Regions from separate parts of the Mus musculus genome. Here region 1 is linked to region 2. The links are chromatin contacts, called in public Hi-C maps. All regions are on one chromosome and are shown on one strand. Each heading gives the region's core, a stretch centred on a gene start, on an enhancer-like site or on the middle of the called end of the contact. The rest is flanking DNA. Distances are from core to core; before and after follow the strand shown. Region 1 holds the start of Cx3cl1 (chemokine (C-X3-C motif) ligand 1). Region 2 has its middle 16 kb from the start of Ccl22.

The links. A called contact is a pair of places that touch in the nucleus more often than the background predicts.
Region 1: a contact with region 2 is called in a Hi-C map of Sertoli cells, with 1.9 times the contacts expected there. The contact joins the promoter of Cx3cl1 here to the enhancer-like site in region 2. A contact is called at or near these places in 20 of 39 promoter capture datasets (the 3T3-L1 cell line, 3T3-L1-derived adipocytes, the C10 cell line and 12 more), 2 of 15 datasets of contacts at CTCF or cohesin (the NIH/3T3 cell line and stem cell-derived epiblast-like cells), 50 of 484 Hi-C or Micro-C datasets (the 3T3-L1 cell line, 3T3-L1-derived adipocytes, the AML12 cell line and 36 more), 25 of 115 datasets of contacts at active chromatin or transcription factors (the HPC-7 cell line, the NIH/3T3 cell line, SST interneurons and 17 more) and 5 of 9 other capture datasets (adipose tissue, embryonic stem cells, liver and 2 more).

Annotation. Positions count from the first base shown.
Region 1 is chr8:94,770,458-94,775,878 of GRCm38.p6, forward strand. It overlaps Cx3cl1 (chemokine (C-X3-C motif) ligand 1), which reads left to right and starts at 1,723. Exons shown (of 3, transcript NM_009142.3): 1 at 1,723-1,877. The coding sequence starts at 1,808.
Region 2 is chr8:94,726,668-94,731,936 of GRCm38.p6, forward strand. No RefSeq gene overlaps it. Among named protein-coding and RNA genes, the nearest start is that of Ccl22, 16 kb to the right of the region's middle. Within about 2 kb of position 2,839, at least 11 of the 459 cell types and tissues checked have an H3K27ac peak or open chromatin away from gene starts, as enhancers often do. A contact at or near this core is called in Sertoli cells and erythroblasts, where this site is marked.

The sequences.
Region 1 (5,421 bases), core at 473-2,972, 43 kb after region 2:
TCACAATAACTCTGGAGCCAGGCTTGCATCCTGCAAACCATCTCCCTGCCCTCCAAATTCTACTCTGGAGCTCACCCTCCAGTCAGGGATTCCAAGTCTCCATTCCCAGATCCTTTCCCTTTAAATATGTAAGTGTTGATTTCCCATAATCCTCCTTGGATTCCCCTACCTACCCCTGTCTTCTCTCTCTTCTCTCTCCCTTTTCCTCTGGTCCCCCCCCCGCCCCTCCTTCTTATCCTATCTGCTGCACAGGCACAAAGAAACCTAGACTTCTGGGTTTTATTTCCCTGTTTGGTTTGGAGTTTTTGTTTTTGTTTTTGTTCTAGCCAGGCTGGAAGTCACTATGTAGCCCAGGCTAGACTTGAACTTTAGACGATCCTTCCTCCACCTCTTCAGTGCTGCAATTACAAACATGAGGTACCCTACCTGGCCCAGCCCTCCATTTTTATCACTTCTTATTAAGTCTCTCCAGCTGTAAAATGAGGCTTCCTGGCTTCTTATCTGGCCAGCTGAGGGCAGGTTCTCTGGGCCTCAGTGGATATTGATCCCTGCCAGGACAGCCACCCTCAACACTATCAGTACCCACACCAGGTGCTAGCCCTGCTACAATGTATAGCAGGAGAGAGCACGAGGTCTTCGGGGGCGGCAGCTGCAGCCTCTGCAGTCTGGACCAGGCTGGCTATGGTCCAACTGGCACCTTAGCCTAGGACAGTTTTCTACACAAACTGGTTTTTCCTTCTGGCTGGCAGCCCAAAAAGAGTAGCGCAATTCACTCCCAGCCCGAGGCTGGGGAGGCTCTGACTTTTCTAGACTCCCAGGATTGTACTCCCTGTCTTCCGGGAAGTCAGGTTGTGTGCAGTACCCAAGCTTTGCTGCTAGGTCTTGCCTGGTCTCATGGAGAAAGCTTCTGGAAGATCCGAGCCAGAAGCTGGGTTAGCCAGACTCTACAGTGGCAGAGCTACCCTGGAAGGAGGCAGGACCTCTCTAAGGCTCTGCATTAGGGTCCAAGAGGAGCCAAGAGACCCTTAGCTCCGAAGACAAGTTCGTGGCTGTGCTGTTTCGGGAGCTAGCAGAAGGCACAGCCAGCCCTGGATAGAGCAAAGGCTAGAGGGGCTACACAACAGCTAAGGAGGCCAGGAGGCCCATGTTCCCTCCATGTCCATGTCCTCAGCAGCCCTGGCTCTGCAGTCTTCTCCTCCGTGGTCTTGATAAGTTTATCGAGTGAAGCTCTGTGTGATTTGGAATGGTCTCTCCCTTCTCTGGGTCTCAGTTTCCCCACCTGTCCATAGAAGGCAGGACTGGATCTATGTTTCAGGAAACTGCTTGCCAGGTTCGGTGTTGAGTCCAGCAGATGCATAGGCTGAAATGTATCTGGGGATTTTAAGGGGTGATTGCTGGGGGTTCTGCATCGCATGGGCGAAAGACCCCATCTGCCCCCAGATCAAGAAAGAGCTTGGCAGATCCGGCCTGGCGGGGACCAGCGCTCTGCATGTCCCTGGCTCAGTGTCCGGCTTAGACAAGACCTAGGTTCTCCAGGGAAGGTAACCCTGCTAACCCACCAGGTTCCCATCGCGCCGCTCCCGCAGCGGAGCCCAGCGCAGGATTGCAACTGGTTCCCTGGCAACCTGGGAGGAATCCAGCCGCAGCTACAGGCTCTTCCTCTCCCCTCCCACCGCCTCCTACTGCGGGCGCCGGGGGCGGAGGCTGCCAGCCCATTATAAAAAGCAACCGAGACCAGCCGCGAGTGACTACTAGGAGCTGCGACACGGCCCAGCCTCCTGGCCCGCCGAATTCCTGCACTCCAGCCATGGCTCCCTCGCCGCTCGCGTGGCTGCTGCGCCTGGCCGCGTTCTTCCATTTGTGTACTCTGCTGCCGGGTGAGTGGGTCCCGGACCCTACCTCGGGGAGAAAGGAAGGGTATGCAGACTGCATCTCCCTGGGGAAAATAGGCCCCCGCGAGTCCCAGCCATCCCAGTGGCTTCTGGGGTGGGAGTCGGGGAGACACCTCGGAGGTGTCTGTGGGAGACAGAAGCTGTGTGGGGAGGAGAGCGAGGGCTGAGGGAAACCTGAGCAGGCTCCTGGCTGACGGACAAGAGGTGGTTCTTCCTACTGAGGTTAACTATAACCTGTATAAGCTCTGGCCCGGGGCCAGGGACTAGGTAGGACTTTCCCCTGCCCTGTCGCTCCAGGCCCCCAGAAATAGTTAAGGTCAAGGTCACTGCAGCTCATGGGGATGGAGCTTGTCTCTAGTACTGGCGTGCAGCTTGTCGTCTCTCTGCCTGTGTCTCCCCCATCATCCTTGCCACTTTCTCCAAACCCAGCTTAGAAAATATTTTGTCTCTACGGACTTGCTTCCTGGAGTCCACTACCTGGTAGTACAAGGTGTAGACATTCCTAGGGACATAGGAAAGATGGAGAGCTAGAGCTAGAGATCTGTTTGAGGATGCTCAGCCAGTATGCAGGGCAGGAGAGAGTGATGCCCAGGGACTTAAGGAAGGAGAGACCAACAGCCTTGCCCACCTTCTCTTTTGACCATTCCACCTCCTTTAACCTCTAGAGCTCCATCCTCAGGGAGGGCCGAGGCTATTTAGCCAGGCTAAATTAGCAGGTTGTCGCTCAGAGAAGGTGGCACTCTGCCTTAGGGCGCACTGTGAAACTGGAAAAAAATGAGAGCCAACCCCCAGCATCAAGGATATCTCCATGGAACTAAATCACCAGTGCCACAGGGAGCTGGGTGGGTGAGTGGGTGGGAGTGGGGGTGGTGGGATAAAATTGTGCCTGCCTTTCTGCTGTCTGAGCTCTGGCCCTCAAGCCTGAGATATTTGTAGACAGTGCGCACGGGGAAGTAGGAATCAGATGGAGGTTGCTTTGCCATCACCTCCCTGTGTGTCAATGGAGCAGGGTCTTGACTTCTCTGGTCCCAACTGCTGTAGCATTCACGCCTTACCGGTGAGAAAACTCCAGTGTCTAGGGAGGCATTTTGGAAAGTGCATGTGGTCATGGTGGTAGCTATCACTTTCCTAAGCTTATAGGGAAATCCTAGGCAAGGTTGAAAAGAAAACCCAGAATGTCTGATGCCTGAGGACCCTAATCGTGGTTGCTGGCTTTGCCAGGACACAGTGAGGATGGATGACTCAACCCCAGTGAACCTCAGTTTCTTCTCCCCTTGAATGAGGTATTCAGCTGGGTTCACCCTAGAGCTCCCTCAGCAAGGGGGGGGGGGTGTCTCAGGCTTTAGGGATGCTGCAGGCTGGTGCAGGGCATCTGCGTCAGTCCCCAAATGTGGGTCTGCAGGGCTGTGTCAGGCGAGCGAGCGAGCGCTCAGCGCTTTATGTAACAAACCTGCAAATGCAAGTTGGAGCAGGGAAGGCTGCTCTCCAGCACTGACGCATTCACTCCCACTCAAGTCTCAGCAAGAAAGAGAAAAAGAAAGAAAAAAAATATATCTGCTTTCAGCTGTTCCAGCCTGCTTCCCCCATCCTCAGTGGGGGTGGAGGGGGGCAGAGGCGGACAGCTCCAGTGTCAGTCAGATCGAGGGCCCTATGGATTTAATTAGAAGCTCCCCCCCCACACACACACACACACTTCTCTGTTGGTCGAGGTTTTATATGCCATTAAGCACCTCTGCATGCATCTCATCCATTCATTTGGTTGGCAAACTGGACACCTGCTGTGCGACAAGCGCATTTCTGGTTGCTAAGACCACAGCAGGGAATAAAGGGCCCACGGGGCCCAGCTCTCAGGGTGCTGAAATTTGGCTGCAATACACAAAAATAAACCAGTAAGCCATTTGGTCTGTTAGAAGGAAAAAGCACAGGAAGGGAGGGGTGGCTTAACTTGTGTTGTTTGCTTGGTTTATGTTTTGTTTTTGAGGCAGGGTCTTTCCATGTAGCTCTCCTCCTGCCTCAGCCTCCTGAGAGGGGCCTATGGGAAATGTGCTGTTCTATGCCTACATGATGTTGACATTATCTGTGGGAAGAAGGTTGGGAAATGAATGAGCTCCCTATAGGATGATGGTCCTCCCAGGGGATATTTGGCAATTTCCAAATTTATTATTATTATTATTATTACAAATGTCCCAATATTTTCAGCTCCTGGTGTAGAATGCACAGTGTCAGCCCCCACAACAAAAAATGAGCAGGTCCAAAATGAGAACAGTATGGCCATTGAGAAAAGCTGCCCCAGGGCCCACCCAGTGTGTCTTAGCAGTCCTTAAGGGACAACCGGAAGCATGCTTCTCCCAGGAAGCCTCCCCTGATTACTCCTCACATTTGAAAGCTATCTCTCATTCCTGTAAATCCTAGGGTGTTTGTGAATGGCCAGAATGTGAGGCTTTGCCAGGATTATGCAACTGTAGTGTTTAGGAAAAACCTGCTCTGCCACAAGCAGTAGACTGTGCTTACAGTGGCAAGCAGCTGAACCCTCTGATCTTCAGCTTCTGCATCCATCTGTAAGAAGAAGATAGCAATGTGCACTATGCAGAGATTGGGAGTTTTATTAGTTCTCTTACTTATTACTGCTCTTATTGAGCAGATGTGTGTGTGCTGAACACAGGATCTGAAACACAGTAGGTGCTCAACCCTCCTCCTCATCATCATTCGTATCTAACCTGCCCATAGATCCAGGACCCTTCTGAAGGCTGAGACAGGCCCCATTTTCACCCCAACTCCCATTCAAGCCAGTGCTGGCTGACTTAAGAAATGGATGGATGGATGGATGGATGGATGGATGGATGGATGGATGGATGTGTGGATGGATGAATGGATGGATGGATACATGAATGAATGGATTCATGGATGGATACATGGATGGATGGGTGGGTGGATGCATGCATGCATGCATGGATGGATGGATGGATAGATGGATGCATGGATGGATGTGTGGATGGATGGGTGGGTGGGTGCATGGATGAATGCATGCATGCATGCATGGATGACTGGTGAGTGGATTAGTTACAGGCAGTGAGTGAAAAGAAATTGATGGGTGGATGAGACTGAAAGGGTGACAGACGGACAGGTGGGTGAGTAGGATAGGGTGGGTAGATGGATGGGGGAGGATGAGTAGGAACAAGAAGGGAGCTAGGAGAAAGGAGGTAAGTAGGAGGATAGAAAGCTGGGTGGATGGATGGATGGCCAGATGGATGAATGGATAAATCAATGGGTACATATATGGAAGGGTGGGCAGGCGGATATATGTAAAGGAAGACAAGTAGACTGAAATATTACTTCTTTTATGAGTTTTTGCTGAGTGCCCAGGTTGCCAGCAGTGAGAAACACAGTGGCGCAGACACAGTGGATCTCTAATCCCTCAACTCATTTAGTGGACAGTAGGTGGCTTGCTGCACAGAAGCGCTGCCTCCCTTTCTAGAAATGAGAACTTAGGACTAAAGAAGGGAAAGGCTTCTCTCGGTGACATAGCCAT
Region 2 (5,269 bases), core at 1,589-4,088:
TATTTTTATTTGGTATGTAGTGGGTGTTTTGCCTCCAGATATGTCTGTGTACCACATGTATGCTGTGAAGGTTTGTATATGCTTGGCCCAGGGAGTGGCACTGGTGTGTTACTGTAGGCATGGGCTTTAAGACCCTCATCCTAAGCCGGGCAGTGGTGGCACACACCTTTAATCCCAGCACTTGGGAGGCAGGTGGATTTCTGACTTCGAGGCTAACCTGGTTTACAGAGTGAGTTCCAGGACTGCCAGGGCTACACAGAGAAATGCTGTCTCAAAACAAAACAAAACAAAACAAAACAAAACAAAACAAAACAAAACAAAACAAAACCCTCATCCTAACTGCCTGGAAGCCATTCTTCTCCTAGCCATCTCTCCAGCCCCAAGACTAACATATTTAAAGAAAATGTCTACCAATATAGTTGGCCTTAATTACCTGTGTCCTTTCCTTTTACTTAAAACTCTGCAGTTTAACTAAACTCATCATCTCTTCTCTTAAATAGAGCACCCAGCAGACCTAGAAACAGATGTAGGTCCCTCCTCCCTCTGTGCCCGCTTTCTCTTTAAGAGCTGTCTCCCAGTAACTAGAATGAACCATAGGGTCCAATTGCCATTTACCTGGATATAAAACATCTTCCCCTCACCTTTTCCAAGACAGACAGACAAAAACCCAAACAACCAAAAAACAAAAAACCCAACAACCAAACCAAAAAGACAAAAAACAAAAAAACCACACAATTACCCCATTATTATTTATTTCTTTTTCATGCTAATGTGTCTTGAATAAGAATGGTCCCCATGGGCCCCTATATTTGGATGTTTGGTTCCCAGTTGGAAAAATTGTTTGGGAAGGATTAGGAGGCCTGGCCTTGTTGGAGAAGGTGTGTCTGGGGATGTGGAAGGAGGAGAAGTCCATTGGGGGTGGGCTTTGAGGTTTCAAAAGCCCACTACAGGCCCAGTCTCTCACTCTCTGCTTCCAACTTGCAGATCAGATGTAAACTCTCAGCTACCACTCCAGCACCCTGCCTGACTGCTATCTCTTCATAGCAACAGAATAGTAACCAAGACATACACATAGGGATGAAGATGTCTTCGTGTGTGTGTGTGTGTGTGTGTGCAAGTTGAGTGTTCTCTATCACTTCCTATTAATTTTTTTTACCTTTTATTTGTTTGTTTGTTCATTCAGTTATTTATTGTGTGTGTGGTGGTTTGAATAAGAACGGCCCTTGTTGGCTCATATATTTGAATGTTTCATCATCTGGGAATGGCACTATTTGAGAAGGAGTAGGAGGTGTGGCCTTGTTGGAGTGGGTGTGGCCTTGCTGTAGGAAGTGTCACTGTGGGTGGGCTCTGAGATTTTGAGACACCAAGCCTGGCCTGGAGTCTCTCTCTACCTGTGGCCTGTAGATCTGGATGTAGAACTCTCAGCTACTTCTCTCCCTCCTTGCCTACCTGCATGCTGCCATGCTTTCTTTCTGCCGTGATGATAATGGACTAAACCTCTGAAAATGTAAGCAAGACCCTGTTTGGCTTCAGACCCCAGGACGAGGGACTGAGTTGTATATTTTGATGTATATCAAAGCAGACCTGGCCTCCAGGTTCTCACCATCCCTCAGTCCCCACCTGCCATACTCTTGCCCCCAACCCTGAACTTTCTAGCTCAGGGACTGGGCTGCCCTTCTCCTGAGGCTCTTTCCTATATAATCCAGACATTTTGGTCTCTCTCGTCTCTCTTCTCTCTCTATGCTCATGCACCCCTTTCTCTCTTTCCTAAACTCTCTTTTTCCATGGCGACCTCCCTGGCCTTGGTCCTTGGAGCATGTGAATTCGCCCAAGAACAGCTTCCCAATAAACCTGTGTTTAATGTAATCTAATCTGGCTTGAATTGGCTTACTTCATCGGCAGAGAAATAACCTATCAGCCCCAATTAAATGCTTTCTTTTATAAGAGTTGCCTTAGTCATGACATTTTTTTCGCATGACCCTTACTAAGGCCATGTGAGCATGCATGGAGAAATGCGAAGGTAAGATACTTTCTGGAGGCAGTTTTCCCCACCATGTGGTTCCTGGAAGTAAGACAGAGGTGCCAGCCTTCCAGGGAAGGACCTTTCCCCTCAGAGCAATCTCAAAGGTCATGCCTATTACTTTTGAGTCAGGGTCTCCTCCTGACCCTGGTACTCTGGTGTTTCAACTAGGCTGAGCAAGCCCCAGCAACCCTCCTGTTCTGTCCCAGTTGGGTCTGGAGTTATGGGTATTTATGGAGATGCCCAGCTTGTCATGTCTGTACTGTGATTCCAAATTCAAGTCCTAATATTTGAGGCATAAACAGTCTTAATCACTGAGCCACATCTCCAGACCTAGGAAAAGTTCAGTCAAGTGACTTGTTGATGTTAAAACACTCTGAACGGATGCTTTGTAAGCAGCTATTTTATGGTGGTTTTAGTACAGTTAATTCCCAAGACATCTGCAACCAAGAAGGGAGTAGTATGTCTAAACTTTACATATAATTCAAACATTTATAAAGTTAAACACATGGAGATTTAGCACATATAGAGACCCTCTTGGCAGCCAGATAACAAACAGCAACTGTGACCACAGTAGAGCTTGCTATGCAATGGTCCACCAGGCTGGAGAACCAGCCTGATCTTCCTCTGCCACCAGGCAGGTTGAACAGTGTGAACAAACCCCATTGAGAGTGGAGAAATGCAGACACAATCGTAGTGTTGAAACCCCCAAATTACTGATGCTAGAGAGACTTCAGTGTTGTGTACAGTTTGCCTCTGTGTTCCCCGCCCCGTCCCTGCCAGAAGCTCCCATCCTCCCTCCAGCCTGCAGCAAGCAAGATATGCAGACAGCTGGTTTCTGAGCTGTGTCCTCCTGCAACAAGCCCAGGGCTCCCTCCCCCTTCCCTGGCCGCTCTTCTAGTGTTAAAATGGCACTACCTATAAAACTCCCCCTTAATGAGGACATTCTGAGGAGAGAGCAAGAGACATCCTCCCTGCCTTTGTGTCTCCAAAAAAACCAACCCTCCTCCTGATAAGCAGCAGAAGTCCAGGTGCCTGCCTGTCCTTGAGACCTTAGAGAAATAACAAGCTCAAGGGAGACTAGGGCCTTGCGTTTAAATCATGGAGAAAAGGTAATCAGAGATCAGGTCACAGATAGTTATGACTGGCCATAAAATTAGTTCCCTGAACAGACACCCATTTACCCCCCCCCCCTACTTCATTCCACCAAATGACTACAGCCCTCTACTCCCCTTTTCTGTGAACATTCATGGGATTCCTAACTATACTGTATATAAACCCAGTGTTTTCTGGACTCAGGGTCGCTTGCCAGCATTCATGGGTTGAGTACAAGGCAGGCAATCTGAGTTTAAACTTGAAACACTGAAAGACTCTTTTGCGAGTTGCAGTGGACTTCACAATTCTTGGGCTCATCTGGGTTTCCCATGGGCTCAGAGCACAGTGATAACTGCACCTCAGGAAGATAGAGGCAGAGAGACACCTCACCAGGCTGAGGATGTGGCCATCTAACAAGGGAGCCTGCCGCCATCCACACAGCTGTGAGAGGAAACAGTTGATACAAGCAATAGAATCCTTGTAGGGGCCAGGCAGTGGTGGTGCAGAGGCAGGCAGATTTCTGAGTTCAAGGCAAGCCTGGTCTACAGAGTGAGTTCCAGGACAGCCAGGGCTACACAGAGAAACCCTGTCTTGAAAGGAATCCTTCCAGGCTATGTTGGAGCTCGATGATGGCTTTGTTTAGTGTCCCCTTAGCTAAGCTCCCAGAGACCAACCGGCTCTTGAGATGGACAGGCATGTTCCTTACTTTAGGAACCCTGCCTACCCTCTGTAGAAAGATTTTGAAAAGCACCTGGAAAAATGATAAAACAAAGCAAAATAAAACAAAACTAAACAAAAATATATTTAAAGAGTTGGGGTTTTTTGTTTGTTTTTTGTTTTTTAAGTGATCCTGCATGTGAGAAAAGAGGTTTACCAAAAGGCCTAGAGTTGCTAGATCTGCCCCTCAGGCAATCCCTCTATTGAAAATCCTGTTCTGTACCTTTTTGCCTTGACTCAGTATTCTGCTATTGTAAATATAAGATACACTTGTGCGAAAAGCAATCACTCTGTTTGTAGTTATTATTATAGCACAGCTCTCTAAATTTGTAAAAGGTCTAAAATTTTTATTTCTGTCAATATGGTAGATTCATCCTACTCAACCAATGATTCTAAATTTTGCTTCAAAGGTGAAAAAGCTAACGGTCACCATGGCTACCTAAATGAGTCCTGAACAACAATGACACCATAGAGATGCTGAAGTGGGAGGGGCATAAGGCATGAGGTGTCACACTAACCAAAGAGAGGCAACCAGCTAAAGAAGGCTGAGAGTGGAAAAATAGTATTTCCCAGGAAAGAACACAGCAACTGGTTCTCCAATACCAAGTAGACAGCCATGAGATCATATGCATACAAGTAACATTCTACACACTGAGCAGGATATATATAATTATAATACTATGCACAGAAATAATTATGTGTATTATATATAATTTAATATATAAATAATTATATAATAGTATATTGATATATAATATATCGAGATATAATAAATATATATTCATATAAGTTTATAAATATGTGCATGTATATATGCTTATTCATATATGAACAATTAAAGAAAGAGAGAGCAAGGGGGATTACATTTCATGGAAGGGAAGAAGGAAAGGAAAGGGAAAGATAATGTCATTGTAATTTAAATTTTAAAAATTATTTAAAAAGTAAAACCTAAATTAATATGTGTAATGGCTTAAATGTGAATAAGCCCCATAAGCTCATATTTGAAATCCTGGTTCCCAACTGGTGGGAACCATTTTGGAAGTGTAGCCACCAGCGGCTGCGGGTTATTGGATTCCTGAAAGGAAAGAATGGGGTTGAATGGGAAAGGTGGTGAGAGAAATAAGGAGCCAAGACAAAGTTCTCTGATCAAGGCCCAATGTTTACTGATGGGTCTGAGCTTATAAAGGGGAGGAACCCATCCCCCACCATGCCAGGATCTTGTGGTCACTTATCTGTCAGGAAAACAAGCTCAGCTGCTAAGCAGGTAACTTCTTTCAGGAAGCTGCAGATGTGGCAGACAAAAGACTTTACCTAGGTCAGAAGACTGGGCCCTAGGTGAGCTAGCAACTGTGGCAAGCAAGGTCTGAGACAGCCTGCTCGAGGCTGGGGGGAGGGCAGTATATGTAATTCTCCTGTGTAATGATTCTAATTGCTGCT